2 separate regions of the Mus musculus genome follow, and region 1 is linked to region 2. A link is a contact called in public HiChIP or PLAC-seq data. All regions are on one chromosome and are shown on one strand. The core of a region is the stretch at or near the end of the contact, and the rest is flanking DNA. Distances in the headings are between cores, read along the strand shown. Region 1 has its middle 20 kb from the start of Gm5546. Region 2 overlaps Magi3 (membrane associated guanylate kinase, WW and PDZ domain containing 3).

Region 1 (6,653 bases), core at 3,809-6,308, 250 kb after region 2:
GTGTGAGAGAGGGGGGGGGCGTGGGGGGGCTTATAAAAGTTCCTTCCTTGCTTTGCTCTAGCCTCTCATTTAAAACCCTTGTTCTGAATTTGCTGGACATGGGCCCCCACAGCTCTCTTCCCTTCCCTCTCTAATTCCCTTCTCTCTCTGATCACCGTACACTTGTCTCCTCTGCACAGTTCTTTCTCCTTCCCTTAGTCACCTGTCAATCATACCACCTGAAACTCAGCTCCTGCTCATTGCTTGGCTCCGTCCTCAGTGAACTTACAGGTCTGACCACCAGATAACCCTCAACTGAACACGACCTACCAGCTTAACGGCTAGCTGTTGGCTTGTAACGTCTAAATCCCATCTGTTTCCCAAACTCCTGTGTCTCGACTCTTGTCATACTTGCAACCTATCACCATGCTCCGAATGAAGCAAAATGTTTTCTTGCAAAAATCCCTTTCCCATCAATGTCAGCACTTTTGAATCTACCACATGTCTAACTGGAGAGCTAAGCTTTGATGTCTCCTGCCCTCATCCTCCACACATTGACCTATTACTCTTGTCCTCCATGGACAAGTTAGATCCGGAGCTTCAGTCCTAGTAATTCATCTACTCCAGACACAGACTTTGAGTGACCTTCCTCCGATGACTGGAATTCTAATACCCTCAGCTAGAATCTTCCAACAAATATTTGCTGAGGAATTATTGCATATAGTGGGGATAGGGTATTAGACAATGATGGCAAAGCTCTGGCTCTCACACAGTCAATATGTAAATAAGTGAAATCACACTGAATAGTGACAACTGGCAGACATGACTTGTGGTGACAGATAGGAGGTGACGGTGGAGGGGCCGCAGTGACGTTCTATCAGATGAGTGCTGTGGAAATCCTTTCTGAGAAAGTGAGTCTGGATTTGAATGAACAGAAGAGAACAATTGTGTGGATCTCCAGCTCCCTCCCCCTCCCCCTCCCCCTCCCCCCCTCCCCCTCCCCCCTCCCCCGCACCCCCCTCCCGCCACACGGACAACCAGTGTGAAGGTCCTCATGTGGGAATAAACCTGGCTTTATTTGATAATCAACAACAACAATAACAATGACAAAGGCTGATGTGTGAACCAGTGAGCTAAAAGAGCTATAGAAGATGGGTGTGGAGGGCTTGCTAGGCCAGACCACGTGGGCTTCTCCAGCAAGACTGTGCCGGAGCTTTACTCTCTGCATCAGGCAGAAGCCACAGGCCAGGTTGAAGGAAGTGGATATGCTGTGTTTTGCACTTTCATAAGCTCACTCTCACTGCTTAATGTGTGAGAATGGATCGTGTGGCTCTTGAGAAGACATAAGAAGAGCAATTAGGAGTCCAGCTGAGAGCTAACGGCGGCCTGGAGTGCGTGAGGGTAGTATAGAGGGAGACAAGTGGACAGTCATATGTGTGATTACCTATGAGGCCGACACGATAGTGTTTGAGAATGGATTGGATATGGGCATAAAGGAAAGAGGAGGAATCGAGAATGACTCCTAGGTTGTGGCTCAAGTGGTGATTAGCTAGAGATGTAATCTCCTGAGATGGGGAAGCCTGGGGTGGGAAAGCCTAGTGTTTAGAGAGTATTCTTCTACACACCCTTAATGATGGGTTCTCCTTACAAGGACAACCTACCAGTCTACTGAGATCAGAAAGGTCTTATAATGAGTCCTAAACTGCTTCTCTGAAAATTTGACCACTTACTCCAAAGCCCTCCTCTATCCCTTACAAGGGAGACTTACGTTCTTCTGGATGTTCTCTCCTGTGATTAATTTACTCTTTTTTGTTATTGTTGTTGTTGTTATTTCTGGATCATGGCAGATTTAAACTGGTTTTCCTTCCGCCTCATACCAGCCTATCATTACAAACAGCCAGATCCATCTTCCTAATGCTCTCCTCATTAATGACAGAGGGCAAGGCTCTGTGCTTTATCTAATAGGACACTAAAGTTAAGACTCTTTGGTCTCAGTTTTCTAAGGCAGATAACAGGGGAATACTTTTTAAAAACACTACTTTGCAAGTATTTTAAGTAGCCAAAATATTCTTAAGTTTCCAAGAGGATCCCACATGTATAATGTTAAAGAATCAGGGGCCTGGGGAGATGATATAGTTAGCTGGCAAAGTACTTGCCTGGAAACATAAGAGTCTGAGTGTGATACCCAGAACCCATGTAGAAATTCCATGTGTGGTGGCTTTGTAAACCTAGTGCTGGAAAGGCAGAGACAGAAAAATCCTCAAGGTGACCCTAGCCTACTCGGCTACCTTCAGGCTAACGAGGGACCCTGGCCCAAAGAAGGTGAACATTATACCTCTGCTCTCACCTCAAGACACACGAGCTTCCAGGGCAACACTTGAGAAGTTTGATGCTCACACCGGAACGCAGGGTGTCTAGGGTGAGGTAGGTAGGTCACTGGGAGTCCGGCCCTTGGTAGCCCTTGGGAAGGAATCAGCACAGTTCTCGTAGAACCCCAATCACTGATTCCCTTCAGTTTGGCCTCTGGTGGGAAGGAGCCTGTGATGGATGACACCAACCTCCGAAACCGTGAGCTGAGTTAACCTCTTTTCTTTAAAGAGTACCCAGCCTGTGATGCTTTTATTATAGCAATTGAAAAATGGACTGTCTGGAAGATACCACAGACTGGTGTCTCACTGCTTGGGGAATCTAAAAGGTAATGATGAGCTGTCAGGATATTCTGAAGACTAAGTCTGAAGTCTAAAGGGGCAGTGATTGCACTGGGCAGCCTGTGCTTGCTTTTTGTACTACAAAGACTCTTATTCCCATACAGCTGAACTAAATTGTGTAAGGACAAGGGTGGCCTGGATCCATTTTGAGGCCTTCCTAAAAAGACTACCAGGAGGTCTTTGTAGAAAAAGCTTTTGGAAAACCAGGGCTGGGGCTGGGGTCTTGCAGAGGAAGTTGCCTCAACTACACATACACAGTGTTGTTGGCTGGATGGGATAGCACGCCTTTAATCCCAGCACGAGCTGGGCAGATCTCTGTGAATGAGGCCAGCCTGGTCTACAGAGCAAGTTCCAGATCAGCCAGTGTTACACAGTGAGACCCTGTCTCAAAAACAAATAGATAATTAGAAAACAAAATGCTATTGAGCCTCTCAAAAAACCACCAAAGAGCCCAGAACTAAGTTAGCTTTAAAACAGGTCACCAAATTGTGATACCCTCTTAGAACAGCATTCATCAAATAAGCACTTCCTGCTCCCTTTAGCTGCCACCCTTGGTCACAGAAAAGTCAAAACTCACAGTCTGGTGGAGGGAAGAAAAGAGGAAGAGGAGGCCACAGTAAGAGAGAAGCCACAAGCACCTTCTCCATGCCCAGCCCCCATCCTGAGAAAACACTAGACAGGACGAGATTAGGCTCTGACATTTTAATTCTGACCATTTTACGCTGGTCTTGAACAATATTAATTACTGAATTAATTAATTACTGAGCAGAAAGAGACTTTCCCCATTTTAAAAGGATGGTAAAAGTTTAAAATAAAGTCTCTTCTTGATACCAATTCAGGAGTCCCCTTGTGCAGCTTTCTGGGAGCAACAGATTTAAAAAGCCTCCTTAAGTTGTCCCCTTTATGTACTTCCCTCCAGGCCTCTGCCATGCCCTTGAGATTGCCCACACCCCTAAGTACAGAGTTTGATGCTGTCCCTTACTCAAGCTCATCTCTATTTTCATTAGAATCTTTCTCAGTTCCAACAGAATATCTGACTTCCATCAGGCAGTCCCCTGTGCTTTGTAATAACAACAACGATTCAGCCAACATTATACAGTCAACCCTCTGTATTCATGAGTTCCACATCTGTGGCTTCAACCAACTGAGAATTGGATACGTGGAAAAAAAAAAATCTCATCTGCACTGAGCACTCACGGCCTCTCTCCACTGTCCTGATTCCCTAAACAAGAGAGTCCAGCAACTGTTTGTGCAGCGTTTACTTGTATTCTGCAGTACAAGTCATCTTGAGGTGGTTTTAATCTGATGGGTAGGGTGGCATGGAGCACACAATGGCAACTCCACCACCATCCCCTCCCAGGGACTTCAGCATCAGCAGTCATGGGGTCAATCCTCTGCAGATACAGGAGGAGGCTGTATCAGTTCTCACAAAAGCCTTCTGAGATAGATGTTATTATTACCTCCCTGGCTGCACAGCTGAAAACGATGAAACCAGCTGACCAAGGAGGCTGCGATGGAGCCCAGGAAGCCTAAAGGGAAGTAGTTCCTTCCCTTGCACCTTACTAGGACTTGCTACTCCAGCCTTCCCTGTCTCCCTGATTCTGCTACCCCAGATATCTTCCAAATCCCAACTCAAACCCCTCCTCCGCGGAGTTTTCCCTAATTACTTTACAGTTGTCTTTTTTTCTCTGAGCTGCCTAAACATTTCATTTGTCCCAGAACTTTAAAACTTGAGTGCGTGCTGTGCATTTCTGTTGTCTTGTGAGAGCTCCAAGCATTCCTTCCAGAGAGAGACTGGCTTTCCATACTTTCTTGCATTTGTCACGGCAGTGGCTCTCAAGCCAGAAAGCGGGGGCGGGGGGGGGGGGCGGGGGGGCTCACAAACTAAGAAACACATACATGGCACTTAAATAATAGAGAAGGTGTTTGACCTCACTGTCATAAGAGGTATGGGAAGATAGATAGGTAGATAGATAGATAGATAGATAGATAGATAGATAGATAGATAGGTGACAGATTAATAGAAGATATATTGTAAGCATATAGAGAAAAGATCAATTACAAATGACAGATTAATTCTATTATTAAATTGATGATAGACAAATAAAAGGTAGAAGATACAAGTAGATAGATAACTGATAAATGATAGATAAGAAGATAAGTGATAAGTATGTAGAAACAGAGATTGATATAGATAGGTAGATAGACAGACAGACAGACTGACTAATAGAATCTCTTTGTGTTACTATTTGTTACCTGTCAGATAAGCAAACATCCAAACACAGGGCCACATTTGGACAAAGCTGTATGGGAAGGAACCTTTCTCATGCTGCCGATGGGGATGTAAATGATGCAGCCCTTACAGAGAAAAATTTGGCAGCATCTAACGGTATTACACATACATTCTTTTTGGCCCAGTAATCTCACTTTTGGGAATCCATCCTGAAGATGCACTGGCAAGAATCCCAAGTGCTGCATGTTCAAAGCTATTCTCGCTGTGCTATTTATGAAAGCAAGTCTGAAGAAACCCAGTGTCAATCAATAGAGGCCTGGTTAGATCACTGCAGAGCAGCCATATCAAAGGGGCCTGGGCAGGAATGAGGGGCGATCACTCCTGACAGGAATGAGGGGCGATTACTCCTGGCTGTCCTGAACGCTCTTCAGGATCTGTTGCTGAGTGGACAAAGCAAAGTGAAGGAAAACGCAAACGGCAGACATCATTTGTGCAAGAATCGAGTGGATGTAATTACCTATTCGCTTATATTTTCAAAAGGAAATAATGGAAGATTAAACTGTAAAATAATGAAAAGTGTTATGTATGAAGGGAAAGGTGGGGGAGGGGTGGTGAGATCTGCCCCAATACATCCTTTTATAGTTTATAGTCCTAACTTATTTTTTATAATTATTTTATTAGAATCAATTATCTTATCCAGTTCAAAATAAAATTAAGGGACCAGTAAGATGGCTCAGTGTGTAAGGGCCCTTGCCACCAAGCCTTGATGACCTGATTTCAATCCCCAGGACCTACATGGTGGACAAAGAGAACCAAGTATCACCCATTTTGCTCTGTTGTCCACATGTGTGCTGTGGCATGCACACACCCACACACATACACACACAGAGAGAATAAATAAATGTAGCTTTTAAAACATGAAAGAAAACATTAAAAACAAACAAACAAGCAAACATAAATGGCAAAGCTTGAACAGTTCTGTAAGCAGCGTGGAGAGGCCTCCCTGCTAGAGCTAGAGGAGGCCAGAAGGATTCATGTGGAGACAGCCTGGAGCTAGAGCTGCTCCTGTGAACTCAAGCTTAGCTTAATATAGACAGGGATGGGCATGCATAGAAATATCCACCACTGGGTCTGCACACAGGTTGCTGCACAGACCTCTCTTTCCGTGTTATGTTGGGCCCCATAGCAACAAGCAACAGACCATTCAGATCACAGTGTCTAATACCATTCTCCAATCAAAGGAACCAGGGCTTCTCAGAGGTTCTAATGGGACAAGAAATGCAGAAGACAGTCCCAGCACATCTGACAGTGACAGAGAGTAAGAAAGTGCTATTTTTAAAAGACATTATGGAGATATATCTAAGGGACAAGAGACAAACTGAAAAGCTCCCAGAGGTCAAACCTGCATAGTAACTGCAAGCTTCAATTAATACATTAGAGTATATGTTGAAAAAAAAACAATTAAACTGTTTTTTTTGTTTATTTGGGTGTGTGTGTATGTGTATGTGTGCATGCATGTGTTATGAGCATGATCAGAGAACAACTTGCAGGACTTGGCTTTCTCCACCTCATGGATTCTTGGATCAAACTCAGGTCACCAGGTTTGACAGAAAACACCCTTACCCACTGAACCATCTTGCCACACAGACATACAATTTTAATAAATAAATAAACATAAAGGAAAGGGTTTCCCATTCTAAGCAATCTGTGTGAGTCTCCAGCCCTGAAGAGAT
Region 2 (6,127 bases), core at 2,882-5,381:
TGTCCATCTTTTTAAGGTCTGGCTTCCCAGTCCTCTCTCAATTAAATGTAAGGACCTCCTGGACATTACAAATTTATTCAGGGACACTCAGAGTAGATTCTTCACCCTCACATTTTTATTTTAATTCAGTGAGAAATATGAAAGTTAAGCAAAAGATACAAAAAATATCAATTTTATTTGCAAATTATCTTTGAGTAGATCCAGAATTTAAATTAAAAATATTGCTAATGAACTTTTCAGATAATTTCTTCTGACATACCTCCAAAGTCTATGTGCTTTGGGTTGAAGGCTGTATTAAAAAACCAATTTTGTTTTAATCCTGGGAAGTAGAACTATGCCAGAAAGATTCCCGTATCCCAGCATTACAAGTATTTCAGATAAGGTGATGCCACATCATTAATGACAGCTTACTATTGCTAACTTATATTAGTTTACAAGATGACCCACAGAAATATACATTGTTCCACACAGCTTTCATAGAGAATTAGAATCCTAGCACCTGCTCTGCATATAGTTCAAGAAAATCTTTAGGATTTCAATTCAAGATTAAAGCCAATCTAAGACCAATCAGAAGTTGTTAATATGTTTACAAACCCATGCTTCCGCTGCCATTAACAGCTTCTTTGTCCTCATCTTCTTCTTCTTCAGGGAGAGAGCTGTCCATCCTTTCCATCTTGCTGACAGATGTGGTTCTTTTTCTTTGGGATTCTGTGTCAAACTCATTGTCAAAGAGGACCTGATCAACTGGATCGGGCTGGAAAGGACTAGGCTCTGCTGGAGGCTTGGGTGTGCCATAGAAATTTCCTGTGGTGTACAAAATGATGGCAGCTGAAAGTACGAATGCTGACCAAGCTTAAAGAATGCCTCTGTCACTGACTAAAAGGCCAAACAAAGCATTCTGTATGACTAATTTCTCATATCTTGTCATACGTTAGCTATCATACTAAAACTGCTCATATTTTAATTTTGTTTTATAAAGTTTCTGAATTAGGGCTGAATTTGGAAATATAAAAGCATTGATTCTCTTATGAAATAATGAAAGACACAAAAGGTATATAAAATGAAATAATTTTATTCTAATGTATAAAATGAATTATTTTACTAAAATGAGGATATATACAAAGGCTAAGAACTATTTCATATAGGAATATAAGCTGTTGTGTAATTTTAAAAAGCTTTCTGCACACTTGAATTATATTACCTGACAATTTATTGAAGAGCCATTATATATCAAGTTCTATACTAGTATACACTCAGAAAAGCAAGCGATAGTTTAATGTGTTTTTCTGAGGATCTTTGATTTTTCCAGTACCAGTACTTGGTCAAGGTAAGAATAAAAACAAATGAAATAACCTTCAGTTTGTTATGCAGCTTGTACTGAGCAGGCAGGCACCATGGGAAAGTGTTCAGGAGTCTAGCTGTCTCAACAATCACTGTTCCCACTCCTTTCGACTTTATATCAATTATTATGTTACTGTTATAAAAAGCTAAATCTAATTTAAGAATAAAACATTTTCACCTTTTATTATTGTGCTTATAAAATATCACACTTTTAATCAAACTGTTCAGTTCTAAAAGAGATAATTAAGATACAGATTGACATAATGGAAATTTTTAAAAAATTGGTCATTTTTCCCTAGATAGAAAAAAATCATGTTAGGCTACATAACACTAAGACAAATCTAGAAATAAATAGTATACTCTAAATCCACATGTTAGAAGGAGAAAACATTACAGTGAAATCTGTGTATGTTTGACTATAAGTACAATTATCAATATTCAAAAAGTCAAACTCAATTATTTCTTGGTTTTCAAACACATATTTGAAGGGGGTTGCCATATAGATGGGTACAGAGATTTGAATGAAAACAAAGTAGACTTTCTGTCAATTCTCTGACCTGCATATGAAGATGCAAGGGAAAAGCTAATTCATTATCTTCCGAGCAAAACACTTAATACTGTAAGCAGAGTTTGGCTGGGGGAAAAGATGTACCATAATCTCAATTTTTCCCCATTTTATCATATTGTATAGACAGAAACTCACTGTGTAGCCTTGGCTGTGTTGGAACTCACTTGTATACCCAGGCTATTCTCAAACCACAGAGATTTATCTGCCAGTGCCTCTTCTGGAATTAAAGACAGACAGTACCATACCCAGCTATTTTCCCGTTTTAAAGCTCAGTAGTCACACTATCAAGGATTTGGATCACCCAAAATAGAAACAAGTACATGTGTTTTAGGGAATGATAGTATCAACAGAACTACATTTTACTGTAAATTCTCAGTTAACTAAATGTAGAAAAATTAACATATACTTAAGGAAAAGTTAAGGGAAAATGCAGAGTACAAATTGCTATCTAGTCACAGATAGGTTTGGGGGTTTCCTAATAATTTTTTAAATAGTGCCCTTCTTTTAAAAAGGCCTTCCCAGGGCTGGGGAGATGGCTCAGCAGTTAAAAGCAATTGCTTCTCTTGCTCAAGACCCAGGTTCAATTCCTAGCACCCACATGGTAGCTTACTACCATTCATAAAATGTCTACAAGGCATGAACAAGGTATGCATGCATACATACATACATACATGCAGGCAGGCAAATGGATATTTTTTAATCTAAAAGCTTTTCTTTTAATTAAGAAAAACCTTTTAATTTATAGAGCTATCAACTATAAATATTGCAAACATGAAATTGTAGATAGTAATATCTGAATAATAGTAGAGTTATATATGTCATAAACATGTTTGCTTATATGAATATAGGAATATTTATATCCTCTAGGTATTAGATTTCTCTTTTAAAATCAATATTTAGCAGAATTTTCTCACATCTCCCTAACCCAACCAGACTGGCCTCTAACTTCCAGAGATCCATCTGCCACTGCCTCTCTGCCCCTGCCCCCGCCTCTGCCCCTACCTCTGCTTCCAAAGTATGGGGATTAGGACTACAGGTATATAGTATCATGCTGGGATCTCTGTTTTTGAGAAGAGGATCTTATTTGAGGCTAAGATTGAATTCCTGATCTTGCTACCTCTTATCTCCCAAGTACTAGGATTATAAACATGTTCTTTTATACTTTATTGTAATTGTATTTGCTTTTATTTTTCTCCTTGAAACAGGTCTACTTCTAGAACCATTATGTTTGTAAACTTATCAAACAAGAACCCCTGTGCTCTGGTGTGAGGAATGAAAACAGACAACTATTCAAAACTACTTCATCAAGCTGAGTAAATGTCCTCTACAAGTAAGGAGAGATGAAATAAAATGTAATACTCAAATATGGCATACTGTAAGAATTAAACGTAATGAATTCAGATAAATATAGGATAGTAATAACAAGGAGTAATCTAAAAGCTATAGTAATATGTAAAGACAATAGAGAATGAAATGAGACAAAAAACAGAGATCATATAAGTAATAAATATGTGCAAAATGTACAATAAACTTTTTGTAAGAACATATATAAACGAATAAGAAAGTTAAATATAAGAGGTAAGCTATCGGAATAAAAGTGAGAACAAGTGCTGGCCTCGGCAGCACACAGACTGAAACTGTAGCCGCACAGAGATTAGCATGGCCCCGTGCAAGGATGACGCAGAATTCATGAAGCAGGCCAGATCTTTACTGGACTTGGGGTTATTTATTTATTTTAATTTTTACTTTTGGGGGGATGTCACAGGGTGGAGGGGCACACATAGATGGACTGCGTATGGTCAGGTACATGATGTGAAATTCCCATAGATGTTCCCATAAAAACGTTATATGAAAAAAGGTGAAAACAAATTAGCTTGTCCATCCCTTTGAGATGTCTTCACTTGGCAAAAATTATATTCCTATTGTTTTTCTCTAAATTTGTTGTTTTGTTTCCTTTGTAGCATCTCAGTTTATTCTTAATTTAATTTTCACGACCTTCCCTACTAAAATACAGAATTTATTAAAGCAATAGCATTTTGATCTTGTTCACCACAGTATTCCTGGGTCTCTTACAAGACTTGGCATATAGTACGTACTTGTCAAGTGGTTGCTGAATAAATAAAACATGATCTAATCAATTTTTAAATGAATGGATGATTCATGTGAGCTGAGGCCAGAAAAAGTAGGTCAAAGTTTATAGGCAGGAAGGAAATGACTCAACGTTCTGAATAAGAAAGGGATGTGATCGGAAGTATCAGAGCTGAGCCTGAGGAAGCCCAGTACTGTAGCAAGGGGCAGGATGGAACTAACAAAGCAAGACACTGAAGCGGGGCTAGAGAGGGGGAGACCAACTGCAATAGTATGATGAACTCAATAAAGGCCCTACAATGTTATAATGAACTCAATAAGGGCCCTACAATGTTATAATAAACTCAATAAAGGAGCTACAATGTTATAATGAACTCAATAAGGGCCCTACAATGTTATAATGAACTCAATAAAGGACCTACAATGTTATGACAAACTCAACAAAGGCCCTACAATGTTATGACAAACTCAATAAAGGCCCTACAGCCGCATGCCTTTAATCCCAGCACTCGGGAGGCAGAGGCAGGAGGATTTCTGAGTTTGAGGCCAGCCTGGTCTACAAAGTGAGTTCCAGGACAGCCAAGGCTACACAGAGAAACGCTGTCTCAAAAAAAAAAAAAAAAAAAAAAAAAAAAAAAAAAAAAAAGCCCTGCAATGTTATGATGAACTCAATAAAGGACTTACAATGTTGTGAGGAACTCAATAAAGGCCCTACAATGTTACAATGAACTCAATAAAGGCCCTACAATGTTACAATGAACTCAATAAAGGCCCTAGAATGTTACAATGAACTCAATAAAGGACCTACAATGTTACAATGAACTCAATAAAGGCCCTACAATGTTACAATGAACTCAATAAAGGCCCTACAATGTTACAATGAACTCAATAAAGGCCCTACAATGTTACAATGAACTCAATAAAGGACCTACAATGTTATAATGAACTCAATAAAGGACCTACAATGTTATAATGAACTCAATAAAGGACCTACAATGTGGCAGTGAGAAGAAAACCATGGAAGTGGCTATCAGGAAGAAATGACCACGTGTGGTAACTGAAGTGAAACAAATATTTGCACTCATGCACAAGCATGCATGTAAATGAGATGCATTCAAGGGTCTTTACTGAACATCATCTCTATACATTGAAGACAGCATAAAGTAAGAAAGGCATTATCTTTACTACACAGAAGTTGTGAAAGGCATCCTTATAAAAGCAGAAAAAGACACGATGAAAAAATTTAAGGTGCTATGGGAGTGGATAAGCTTGCCAAGAGAAAAGTGTGTTCTTTTTTTTTTTTTTTTTTAAAGTACATAACATGGAATCATTTAAGAATTGAAACTGATCTTCAGTTTGTACTTCAGGGAAACAAATGGGTACAGGAAACAGATATGAAAATCAATTACTGATGCTATCCCTCAATCTATACTTCCTTTTCTGCAAGATTTTAAGGTACACACAGGCTTTTCAATGTTTATGGACTTTAGACTTCCAGCCATGGACAGAAAGCCATCAACAAGCACTTGTTGGGTTTAGATGATGATGGTGAGTTGTTTTGAAATATGTAAACTTGCCAGTTTGGTTAATTTTCAGTTTATTGTTCACAATGAATTTTTTAATGTAATGTAATGCTTTTGGTTATTGTCTAATTCCATCTAATTGTTAAATTAGGAATTCCCTAATCAAAAGAAAATCACATTTTCAAATAATGTCTTAAGACTTATTCTATTTTATTTTTACTTTTTTATTTTTTATTTTTGTTTGTTTTTCGAGACAGGATTTCTCTGTGTAGCCCTAGCTGTCCTGGAACTCACTCTGTAGACCAGGCTGGCTTCAGACTCAGAAATCTGCCTGCCTCTGCCTCTCAAGTGCTGGCATTAAAGGCATGAGCCACCACTGCCTGGCAACTTTATTTTATGCATACAGTTATTTTGCCTCATGTATATTTGTGTACCATATGTGTGCAGTGCCCACAGAGGTCTGAAGAGGGCACTGGATCCCGTGTAATTGAAGTTTAACAGCTGCTAAACATCAGAAATCAGAAGCAAGTCTTTTGGAGGAAGGATCAGCCAGTGTTCTTAAATGTTAATCCATCCCCCTAGTCCTTCCAAATAACTTTTTAAAAAT

What was found. HiChIP or PLAC-seq counts read pairs in DNA pulled down with a chosen protein or histone mark.
Region 1: a contact with region 2 is called in a CTCF HiChIP or PLAC-seq map of the NIH/3T3 cell line, with 10 read pairs. The contact joins two enhancer-like sites. A contact is called at or near these places in 1 of 39 promoter capture datasets (liver), 2 of 15 datasets of contacts at CTCF or cohesin (the NIH/3T3 cell line and pro-B cells), 2 of 484 Hi-C or Micro-C datasets (3T3-L1-derived adipocytes and muscle stem cells), 1 of 115 datasets of contacts at active chromatin or transcription factors (cardiomyocytes) and 1 of 9 other capture datasets (embryonic stem cells).

The regions. Positions count from the first base shown.
Region 1 is chr3:104,337,268-104,343,920 of GRCm38.p6, forward strand. No RefSeq gene overlaps it. Among named protein-coding and RNA genes, the nearest start is that of Gm5546, 20 kb to the right of the region's middle. Within about 2 kb of position 5,059, at least 19 of the 459 cell types and tissues checked have an H3K27ac peak or open chromatin away from gene starts, as enhancers often do. A contact at or near this core is called in the NIH/3T3 cell line, where this site is marked.
Region 2 is chr3:104,088,865-104,094,991 of GRCm38.p6, forward strand. Magi3 (membrane associated guanylate kinase, WW and PDZ domain containing 3) reads right to left here. Exons shown (of 21, transcript NM_001159354.1): 4 at 595-804. Among named protein-coding and RNA genes, the nearest start is that of Phtf1os, 120 kb to the left of the region's middle. Within about 2 kb of position 4,132, at least 44 of the 459 cell types and tissues checked have an H3K27ac peak or open chromatin away from gene starts, as enhancers often do. A contact at or near this core is called in the NIH/3T3 cell line, where this site is marked.